Linked DNA regions of Arachis hypogaea: region 2 is linked to region 1. A link is a contact called in public Hi-C data. All regions are on one chromosome and are shown on one strand. The core of a region is the stretch at or near the end of the contact, and the rest is flanking DNA. Distances in the headings are between cores, read along the strand shown. Region 1 holds the start of LOC112732674 (general transcription and DNA repair factor IIH helicase/translocase subunit XPB1-like). Region 2 holds the start of LOC112732682 (ubiquitin-conjugating enzyme E2 5).

Region 1 (5,617 bases), core at 2,312-4,811:
TAAATTTGCTTCAGGGATATCAATAGAGTTGTCACCCACCTGAAAATTTTAGAGAGGTGCTAGGATTAGATCATTGTATGTTATTCTGTACAATTAAAAAGGAAATCGCACATAATATATCAATAATATCAAACAGGCAGCATTGAGGCAGACAACTATAAAACATACTAGATCTTTTATAAAACCAATCAATACAACAAAACTTGCAAAAATACATCAGTTCGAACTTGACATTCATCAAGGTCGATAGGATGGACCTACCAACATATGCTTTGACATATCCAAGCAGAATAAAGCAGATAATTCTCAAAATGGAAGTATAGGAAAATGGGAAAAGACCTTGGAAAGGAAAATAGTGTTGACGTCTTTGCTAGTTTTGAAGGCTTGAAGAATTTTTGTCCGCTCGACATGGCTGCAGATAACACATCAGAATATAAGGTACCGTAGAAAGAGAACCACAAATTATATATATAGTAATAATATATGTCAACAGCACCTAGTAGCAGTATATATCATAGGCTTGTGGAGTTTCATGGCATACTCAGTGAGAGCAAAATTTATGTCTATTTAAGAATTCAAGCCAGAAGGATACAACCATAATTTAGCATGACAACCTCATCCATGAGGAGCAATCCCTATTCCCTATTTTTTATTTCTTCAATGATCTTGTCTGATTCTTCAGACAGTTTACCAGTAAAAGCAATCATATTATATGTTGTCACAACATTTCCAGCATTACCATGGAATCTCTCTTTGCTATCAGATGTTATTTGTTCATCACGGATAGTTGACCAAAGTTTAAACTAAAAAGGCCACTGATCTACAGAGACGGCATTTGTTGCCAAACAAAGGCAGCTCTTTTTTATCCGGCAAGCTGCAGAAACACCAACTAGGGACTTTCCAGCGCCACGTGGGAGAACTATTATACCAGATCTTGCTCTACCTGGGAGGAAGACAATAAAATTGCAGCCAGAAGTAATTTAATTTTCAATATGCACTTATGTTGCTGAAGTCATTCTAATCCAAACCCCATACAGCCACACCACAAGCCAATTATCTCTAAGCAGTTTTTTTAAACTAAAAACATAAACATACCAACTCATAAATTTCCATAAAATAAATAACCAAATATTTTCTTGGGTAAAAACTAATGCATATAGATTAAATATATACCTACTACAAATCATCCAAACGCCATACCACTAGCTCATTACATGAGGTTTCCAAGTGAGGAAGGACCATTGATAGGCTTGCACACTGCAAAAATATGTTCCAAGGTGTGTATGTTTCCTTTACTTCAATTTTTGTCATAATACACTGCATGGTTTAACAGTGGTCCCGAATATTGTAGTCTTCAAAATACACAGAAAGATGGAATATTATTTTTTATATCTCAAGTCAAACAACTCAAGAAGTCAGATCGATCAATTCTAAAAAACAACTGATGGGTGCTCATAGAGTTTAACATGTTAAGAGGAACTGTAAAGATTTTTTTATTTTTTATTTTTTAACTAGAGAGGAAATTTAAAGATACATGTGCATGCAAAATATATCAGCATTACCATTTCCAAACATTTTACTAAGGCTCTTCTCTTGATGTGGTCGAGGTTGTGCTTGAGGCTTTAGTTCCATGTCAATGTCTGGATTCACCTGCACCATTAAAACAGGGTAACTGCATGAGCAGCAGATAAACTAATTTAAAGTCCAAAGCCATAAAGTTGCAATGCTTGGCATATATAAACATATTGATTATGATCCAGAAAAATTATAATCACTGTATCATTTCTGAAGTCATACACCTCCAACATGGGATAATTTAATACATTTAGCAAGCACCGTTGCTTTACCATTTCAACCTACATACAAATATAATATATGATTTGAAGCAACTGCAACAATTCTATCCTGTTTTCTAATAACAATCTAACCAAATATTCAAATTAGCTTTCGTTACATTTGCAATGACAATCTCAACTTTCTTATAAGCACTGAACATGTGAAGGATTTTGACACCTCATATACTCAATTTTTGCCTTCTTATATTCAAAATAATCAATTTATTGCATTAATTTAGGACATGAATGACATATAATCTGGCACCATTATGTTCCAAGTCTTGCTATATGCAGTCAGGTTGAGAAAACAAATGGATTAAGGTGCTCAAAAAAGAAATATCACATTCCTTTTTACAGCTTGACCAATGTTACCTGAGAAGGATCAATTTCAAATGAATGAGCTTCTTTATCTTCAGCTACAGCTGCTACTTCTGCTTCATCGAACAACTCATCGTGAGTGCCTTCAATTTCACCTGCTGCTTTGCTGATTGTAAATCCATTCCCATTTGTACCCCACAAAAATAAAAATCAATACTGAATTTGAGTTTCACCTATATATGGGGAAGAGGAAGAAAAACAAATACACGAAGAAAGACATAATATACAATCATAGCAATTTTGGCAAACCAAAGTCACCCAAATATATTAAACAGAAAGAAAATCCGATCACGCACCTCAGAAACAATCCTTGCTCTAGATATAGTTTTATCCCTGAGCAATGTCTTCAAGACCTGCAAAAATTTGAAGTATGAACCGCATAAGATCTGAAAAAAGCATTTGCAGAAATTGCTTGCTAGGGGCATCCGACATTTCTACATGCCTCAGGAACAGGAGATTCAACAAAGTAGCTGTTCTTCTTAAGCACCGGCTTCACTTTGCCATAATTTGCAGTGGAATCATGTATAAACTTAATCATCTCTTTGGGAAGCTTGGTCTTGGACAACTTGGTCAAAACATTTATGATTGTTTCTGTTTCCGGACCTACTGAAACCGCGGCATACAAGGAGTGCGGAGTAAGGTTGTACTCATGCATTGACTCCGGTCTGTGCAGCACCAATCGTTTAACACAACATTGCATATTTGTACTGGAATCATCATCTTTTTATATATTCCAATAACAAGGAACCTGCAGACAGGTTCGGTGATGGCAATGAGAAAATCGTAAGCATGCTTGTACAAGGGAGAGGGCGATTTAGGTTATCTGGTTTCAACTCCAATTTGCTAAAATATTTGGTTCTACCATCTGATTCACGCCAAAAACCCCTCAACCCTAGAGTAGGGTTGCATGAAATTGAAAATTGGACGGTGAATGAAGATTACCGTCATCGTCAATGCTTTTTTCGCCATCTCCCTGTTTGAAACAATGTAAGCAAAACAGCAGAAGTTTGCGAGAATGAAAGAAACGAACTGATATCAGAGATGTAGGAGAGAATTAACGGCTTTCGCGGTTTTCTGTTTCTTGGAGGGTCGACCTTTTTCACCTGAGAATACCAAAACACTAAAAGAAGAGAAAAAGAAACGGTGTGATTACGGTGCATTTCAATGGAATTGGCGGCAGGATAAGAAAATCAGGAAAGCTAGAATGAAGGGTGAAAACTGAAAAGTGCCGTGTTCCATTAGATATCCTCCTTTTCTTGACAATGAACCAACTACAGTTACTAATGAAATAGCCAGAACGAAGACAGTAGAAACTAGAAACAAAACTGACAAATGACAATGAATTTTCCGACAGAAAATGTCTGCGTATTTAATATTTATACTATTGAATTTTGGCGGGGAAGACGGTGTTGGTCGCGCTCGTGTCCTACAAACGGGCCGATGACAACATGGGCCGGTCCGGCCCAAAAACACTAACTAATGCGAGGGGAGTATGAAGCTATCTGAAGATATCTTAATCCACTTATTCATTGCTATATTTCCTTCTTTCCAATAATGTCAGTTTAACAAATCAAATAAACTTTAGGTCTAAAATAACCAAATAGACTAAAGGCCAGTGACTTGTATAACAGCTGTCATGAGTATGAAGCTAAAACCATTATCAAACTTTCCACTTTTGGTCTTTCTTGGTATGATACAATGATTCTTACAAAAATTCAGAATAATAAAAAGGAATCTAACTGTTGTATGATCTTTATCCAAGAAAAAAGAAGGAATTCAATGCATATATAAATCAAAATCTATAGTCTGATTGGAGGATGCTTTGAACTTTATGAATATATACACTGGCATGTCATCATGTATGCTATGTTGGTTCTCTTTGTAACAGTATTTTTCAAAGTCAATCTGGTATAAGTTGGCACCTCGCAGATGCATTTCAACATCAATGTCAATCTAAGGGAGAGAAAAAGAGAAAGAAAAAGAGGACGTGTGATGTCTAAAGCATATCTATTAATAGATTATGTATGGTTTAATGCATGGACATATTTTTGGTGTCACCCATGCTATGCATATGTCTTTGCTTTCAAGAGGGTAATTTGTTAGCCACTGTATCAGAAAGTAGGGTATGCAATCCTTTTCAACTTAGCAATCCATAGAAACACCTCCAAGACAATGCCATGTGATCCTTTATCACTCATCAAAAATAATTTCAGTTGGAAATTGATTTGAAGATTCCCTACTTCCCTTAGCATCTATATATACCAAATTTCTTGGGGTTCTAAATTAACACAAGTCATTTGCATCCTCAAGTATCCTAACTCAAATACTTATTTCTCATACAAGTTCTTTGAAAAAACCACTATACAACATGGATTTCCGTATTCCAAGTATTAAAAGGGCAACAAAAACAATTTCCAAGGGAATTGATATACCAAAAGGCTACCTTGCAGTCTATGTTGGAGACAACATGAGGCGGTTCGTGATTCTGATATCATACTTGAACCAACCTTCATTTCAAGAATTGTTGAGTCAAGTTGAAGAAATATGGATATGATCATCCAATGAGTGGTCTCATAATTCCGTGCAATGAGGATGACTTTCTAAACATCGATTCTCACTTGAATGGGATGTAGATCATGTTATTAGGATGTAGATAAATTAGTTGAGACATATTTGTACAGAAGGCACTTCATTCTTTTTCTTATGGACACTTTCCATTTTGCTTTCATTCCTATGGAATTGTAAAAAAGATTTTCCGAATGAGAAAGTAGTTATGGCAAGATAGTATTGCAAATTAAAACACTTGTTGCTATTGTTATATCTCAATTCTCTAATGAACTAACTCGTTCAAATGAGATACTGAACAAGTGAATATAGACGATCAGTCGAACAAAAATGAATGGTTCTTGCAAAAATTAAGTTCCAAAGGAAAACTTATTATATATCTGTTTTAGAGAATGCTAGTATGCTCTTCTCCCTTCCACTCTTTCTGAATGTAGTGTTGTCTTCTAATTAAAATAATTCACTACACGTCCAAAAAAATAATAATAATTCACTCCTAGACTCTAATTGTTTTGATCAATTAATCATACAATTTGTTAATGTCCTACCCACAGCTAGCCATTTAGGCCATTGTCTTGGCTTGGAACCTATAAGACACCTTAAGTAGGTTTCCAAGCATTTATTGACAACCCATGTTGACCTTCCATTTGTGGATGATAAGTTCAACTCATCTTGAGGGTGGTCCCACCTTCCTTAAACTCATCCTAAAATTTTCTCTTGAATAATTTATCTCGAACAATTGAATTTAGAAAACCATGAAGTTGCACCACTTCTTTGGCAAACAAATCAACTACTTCCTTGACTGTGTAAAGGTATGCTAGACTAAAAAAATGAACATATTT
Region 2 (5,617 bases), core at 1,222-3,721, 340 kb after region 1:
TGTAACCAACCCCACCTAATGGAATCAGGCTTTGTTGTTATATTTGTCATTGTTGTTTGTCACCTTTTTTTCGTTCAGTAACTAGTACAAAAGGGAACATTTGTGTTAATTTTCCATCAAGAACTTTAACTGCAGTATAGAGTTTGCTAAAAAAAAGTGAGGCGTTAACAAAATTTTTGTAACTTGTGACTTGCTGGTCACGTGTCCTTGTCATTGAAACAGCCTTTTTTGCTCATGGGGGTAGGTTATACACATACGACCTTCCACGAAGCTCTGTGCACTAGGATCTTAACTTCCGTTAGGGATGTGCATAGAAATTACACCAATACTATTACCATAGCTTTTAATCAAATTTGAATTCGAGGATCTCAGTTTTCCATGTACAGGTTCAAGCGAAAAAAGCCAGCTGTCTTTCCAATTACAAGTAATATATCTTTAAATGGGTTGGCTTCAGATATAAACTGCTAGATCTATTTATGTTGTTAACATTTTTAATGTACTTTAATATACTTTTACATTAAAATAACTAGTTTTGAAACAAATTTCAAAATTTAGTTAAAACTAAGTTCTCATTAATTAGAATATTAAAGCTCCTAATTGCACCTAAGACGATTTATCCAAATGAGAAGATTGGTAATAAAGTCCTACTAAGTGTAAATGACATGAAGGATATGAGTTAGAGAGTTGCTTTTGGAAGCAGTTAGGTCTTGATGTGTATCTTTTTAATACTATGGTATGTCCTTGATCATGAATTCTTTAGGGAATCTTACTTTTAAATTTAATTACTGATAAATGGTTATGCATTTATTATAGGATACAAGATTTTAAATTGGAATGTTTAAATTTATGATGCTGTTGCATTTAACTGTATATTTTACAGAAGCAGAAGATGTGCCCTGATATGTACGAGGATCACGTTGCACCTCGTTACCATTCTTCTCCAAGACTGAGATGTAGTGAAAGGCTGCCAGCACATGTTAAATCTCGCACATGCTCTTGTTGCAATTCAGGTTCTGCCAATGGGAAAAAATTAACAAGTTCAGTCAATACAGAGGCCGAAAATTGTTTCTTGCATAAAACAACTGCAACAGTAGATTCATCGACTGCAAGGACAGTGATTGAACAGTCTGCAAATGATTTCCAGGAAAAGCATGTTTCTGTGGGTCCTCTTTATCAAGCAGATGTCCCAGAATGGACAGGTGAAGTTTGTGAGAGTGACTCAAAGTGGTTAGGCACTCGAGTATGGCCTCAGAAACATGACTTAGATCTTCCAAGTGAAACGGATCTTGTAGGGAGAGGAAGACAAGGCAATTGTGAGTGCCATTTTAAAGGTTCTGTTGAGTGTGTTAGATTTCATATTGCTGAAAGAAGGATGAAATTGAGGCGTGACCTGGGTTCTGCATTTTATCATTGGGGGTTCGATCGCATGGGTGAGGAAATTTCACTTCAATGGACAATCGAAGATGAAAAGAGATTCAAGGATTTGATGAGTCAGAGTTTTCCATCTCAAAACAAGTGTTTCTGGAGCAACAAATCAAGATACTTTCCAGACAAGACAAGAAGGGACTTGGTGAGTTATTACTTTAATATGTATCTTATTCAACTAAGAAGCTATCAGAACCGTGTGACTCCAAATAGTGTTGATAGTGATGAAGATGAAGTGGAGTTCGGATCTTTTAGCGAAGGTTTTGGGATGGGAGCTCTCAAAATCCCAGGTTCCAATTTCCTGGAGTGTTCACTGAATAAGCAATGCACTGATTTAGATTAAAGACAACATTGGAGTAAAAGATTTTGATGCAAACGGGTCTGAACCATTTTGAGGTCTAGGAAACATTTCTGTGGTTCAATGCTTTCAAACACTGGAATTTTGATGTCATACAGAGGGATAGAAAAAACTTGGGCTTGTTCTGGTGTTTTTGATTACCAACTATGCAGTGCTTATTGGCGGCTGCATTCTTATTCCTGTAAAACTAGTCTTGTAGTCTGACCGTTGGGCAAACCCTTAGCTTGTTCTTGCTGTAGATGGTTACAAGTTTGGATAAAGTAGGAGCATTGTGTTAGATGGTTGATGATCAATGTATTTCTAAGAGAGACATAATGCGATTAGAAGAGAAAAGAACATTGTGATTGTAAGGGATCAACCATATCTTTAGTCTGGATCAATGTATTGATTCCTATTTTTACTTTTTGGTTGGATTGGGCATTTGAGTTTTGTTTCAACTATAGATTTTCTTCTTCTCTTATTTATTCAGCTTTTCTAAATGTCACATTTAAATAATAATAAAAAGTGATCCCCATTGACCAGCCAGACTCAACCTTCCTAATCTATTGGTCAGCAATAAATCTTTAAACAGAGTTTTTGCGATGAATTAGTCTCTGGCTTATTGGGCTGAGAGATTCTATGGAAAAAAAAAAAAGAAAATGTGTAAAAGTAAAAATTGAAAAGATTTAATAAATTTTTGTCATTCATGAAACTAGGTCAAGTGACAAAAGAATGGCTCTAGTTCCAGCTGAACCCAAAGAAACGTGTAGATTATATTAGATTATATGTTGAAGAGCATCACCGAAAGTGCGAGCTTTATGGATATATATTCTGTTCCAAGTAACAATGTCGCAACTCCCAAGAAAAAATTACTGCGCCATTTCATATGTGGTGAGTGGTCACAATTTCTTTTACCCTGCTTCCTTTTTGGGTGTGACTGTGGAGTAAGCCTCTTTCTTCCTATAAATCTTTATTCTTATTATTATTGCTTCTTTCCTTTCTCACCCCTGCACAATTCAGTGATTCACACACACTCACTCTGTACCCATCAGAAAAAAAAAAAAAAAAAGGAAGAAAGAAAGAGAAAAACGATGTCTTCTCCAAGCAAACGTCGAGACATGGACTTGATGAAACTGTCTGTAATTTGTTCTTTTTGTTTTCGATTTCAGAAAAGAGTTTTTTGTGTAAAGTTGTTATCTTTTCTCATCTGGGGTGTTGGATTGATATGCATCAGGATGATGAGTGATTACAAGGTGGAAATGATGAACGATGGCATGCAAGAGTTCTTTGTAGAATTTCGCGGACCAAAAGACAGTAATTTTCTTTTCTTTTATTTCTTCACTTTTTGTAAATTTCCTCACATTAATCTGGAGATTCACATGGCTTTGTAGTTTGTGTCTCTATGTGTGTTTTAAGATCAGCAGTTCAAACAGCAGCTACTGAGTTTTGAATTAGGCTAGTGCACTGGGGTTTGTAATTGTAGAGAGATGTTGCAGCATTCTTTCTCCTCAATGAAGATGAATTTTATTAGGATCTATTATGTTATCTACTAGTTAACTTTAAAGGTGCTCCACACTGATTTTTTTTCCCTTCTCCTTTCTTCTGCTCTTATGGAATCATGTGCAGGTCCCTATCAAGATGGTGTGTGGAAGATTAGGGTGGAGCTACCTGATGCTTATCCTTATAAGTCCCCCTCTATTGGTTTTGTAAACAAAATTTACCACCCCAATGTTGATGAAATGTGAGTTTTTCACAAAAGTCCAAAAGTTTCATTGTTTGTGTCCTGTTTAAGCAGAATCATTGTCCTCTGTGGAACTTGTGTTGGCTGTTGCACAAACACTTTGCAAAGCTCAGTGGCTAACTGATGCTGTTTTTTTTTTAGGTCTGGATCAGTTTGCTTAGATGTTATTAACCAGACCTGGAGTCCCATGTTTGGTAAGTAATAGTGTCATATCATGCTTTACCTTGCATATGTTGGTGTTAAAATGAAATTTTTTTAGTGTACTTACCTTGCTTGATAGAGCCACCACCTCAATATTCTGTAATCATTTTTCTTATTTCCACTCAGACCTTGTTAATGTGTTTGAAGTGTTTCTTCCTCAACTTCTTCTGTACCCGAACGCATCAGATCCGTTGAATGGTGATGCTGCTGCCTTAATGATGCGAGATCATGCAGCATATGAACAAAAAGTCAAAGGTAATAATCCTTGTCATGTTTCTATGGTATAACTCTAGAATGCTTCCTCAACACTGAGGTAATCTGTCACTCTACCATAAGTAAGAGCGTTTCTTCATTATCATTGATTATTATTACACTTGTCCTAGTTTAAAATGCTAGAAGATTTCAGGTTGGGATTTGTGCTGGAGCTTTATCATTTTTCTTTCTTTTGGGGTTGCTACAAGAGGATTTTGGTTTTTAGTATTTCAGTGTCATGCAGATTTTTTGCTTTGTTGTTTAGTAATGGTAAATTGCATGACCTGTTTTGTTACAATCCTTAGGGATCAATGCATAATGGGTCTCAAATGGAGATCTCTTGCTCCAAATATCTTGTGGTAACATATAGCTTTGCTACTTATCATGCTATTATGTTGAATCTGTTGTCGATCATGGGACACGTCGTTAGGGATGATATGTGTTGACAAGTTCTAGGTTATGAGTTCCTCATCAAATTAATTCATCTTTAAGTTGCTGTTTCATATTACTGCTACTCTCTTAGTGCTCCCTTTCACCGACATAAAAAACGAGTTCTAAACTTCTAATTACAATGAGAGCCAACATCTTTGTTTTCGCTTTGTTTGTGGAAGCGGATATGGTTTAATACAACATTTACCATTTAACTACTATCTACCAAGAATACATCCTGAGCTACAAGGGCAATGATGAAAGATGCCAACTGCACAATATCATTGGCCATGTTTGTCATTCGTTCAATTTCACAGCTTCTCATTTAGTATTTCGCACCAGTATAATTCTAAATTCTAGGACCCTGCATCAATTGAGAGAAAGACTGAAAAGACGAATATATCAGTCTAATGTCTACCCAATCCCAATTTGTTACTCTATTCTATGTACATCTTCTTTTATATGTATATTAATCTTGAGAGAATCCATGAACAGAATATTGTGAAAAATATGCCAAGCCAGAAGATATTGGAGCTACTCAGGAAGAAAATTCGAGTGACGATGAGCTAAGTGAAGAAGAATATGATGCCTCTAGTGATGACGCCATTGCGGGGGAACCTGATCCTTAGATGTTCACTCACATTACCTGCATTATTCACTGTGTTGCTTGTACATGATTTGTTATTGAGTAGTGGAATTGAAAGACACAAAATCTCAAGGTTGAAGGGAAAAATTTTAACCTTTCTTTCTATTCCATGGACCATGTTGGTTGTGTAAATTGATTTATGATTCAGATAATTACTTTTTCTGATATAAGGTTACAATTTCTGAACGTTCATCCTGGATTTGCATATCAATGCATTTATTAGAGTTTTAATTAAACTTGTTCTCTCATTCTCCTTTCTTTTAAATTGAGTCGAAATGGTTATATTTAATCTTGGAATTTAGCCGTTCTCTGACTGTAATCATTACTTTATTGAATTTATGACATAAAATAATCAATAAATGCAATCTTATAAATAAAACATAATAAAAATTATGGTTGATTATTTCAGAATGAAAAGAATCACATAAACCGATAAATTACTATATAGTTCAAAACAAACATTTAAAGCACATTCCCATAGCATAAAAATTATGGCCACTAGAATGAGATTGTGTAATGCACATATTCAAATAAATAATAGTAATTAATAAATATTATAAAATAATCGAAAAATATTTTGTGAAAT

The links. A called contact is a pair of places that touch in the nucleus more often than the background predicts.
Region 2: a Hi-C map of an unstated tissue shows a contact between it and region 1, with 4 times the contacts expected there. The contact joins the promoter of LOC112732682 here to the promoter of LOC112732674 in region 1. A contact is called at or near these places in 2 of 8 Hi-C or Micro-C datasets (leaf and an unstated tissue).

What each region holds. Positions count from the first base shown.
Region 1 is chr13:111,032,383-111,037,999 of arahy.Tifrunner.gnm2.J5K5, forward strand. It overlaps LOC112732674 (general transcription and DNA repair factor IIH helicase/translocase subunit XPB1-like), which reads right to left and starts at 3,562. Exons shown (of 17, transcript XM_072212258.1): 1 at 3,156-3,562; 2 at 2,656-2,961; 3 at 2,510-2,566; 4 at 2,208-2,319; 5 at 1,563-1,650; 6 at 1,174-1,257; 7 at 340-412; 8 at 1-39. The coding sequence starts at 1,187.
Region 2 is chr13:111,370,668-111,376,284 of arahy.Tifrunner.gnm2.J5K5, forward strand. LOC112732682 (ubiquitin-conjugating enzyme E2 5) reads left to right here and starts at 2,472. Exons shown (of 6, transcript XM_025781428.3): 1 at 2,472-2,897; 2 at 2,997-3,076; 3 at 3,389-3,503; 4 at 3,645-3,697; 5 at 3,831-3,959; 6 at 4,881-5,267. The coding sequence starts at 2,548. The coding sequence ends at 5,014. LOC112732681 (AT-rich interactive domain-containing protein 2) reads left to right here. Exons shown (of 2, transcript XM_029291674.2): 2 at 881-2,183. The coding sequence ends at 1,768.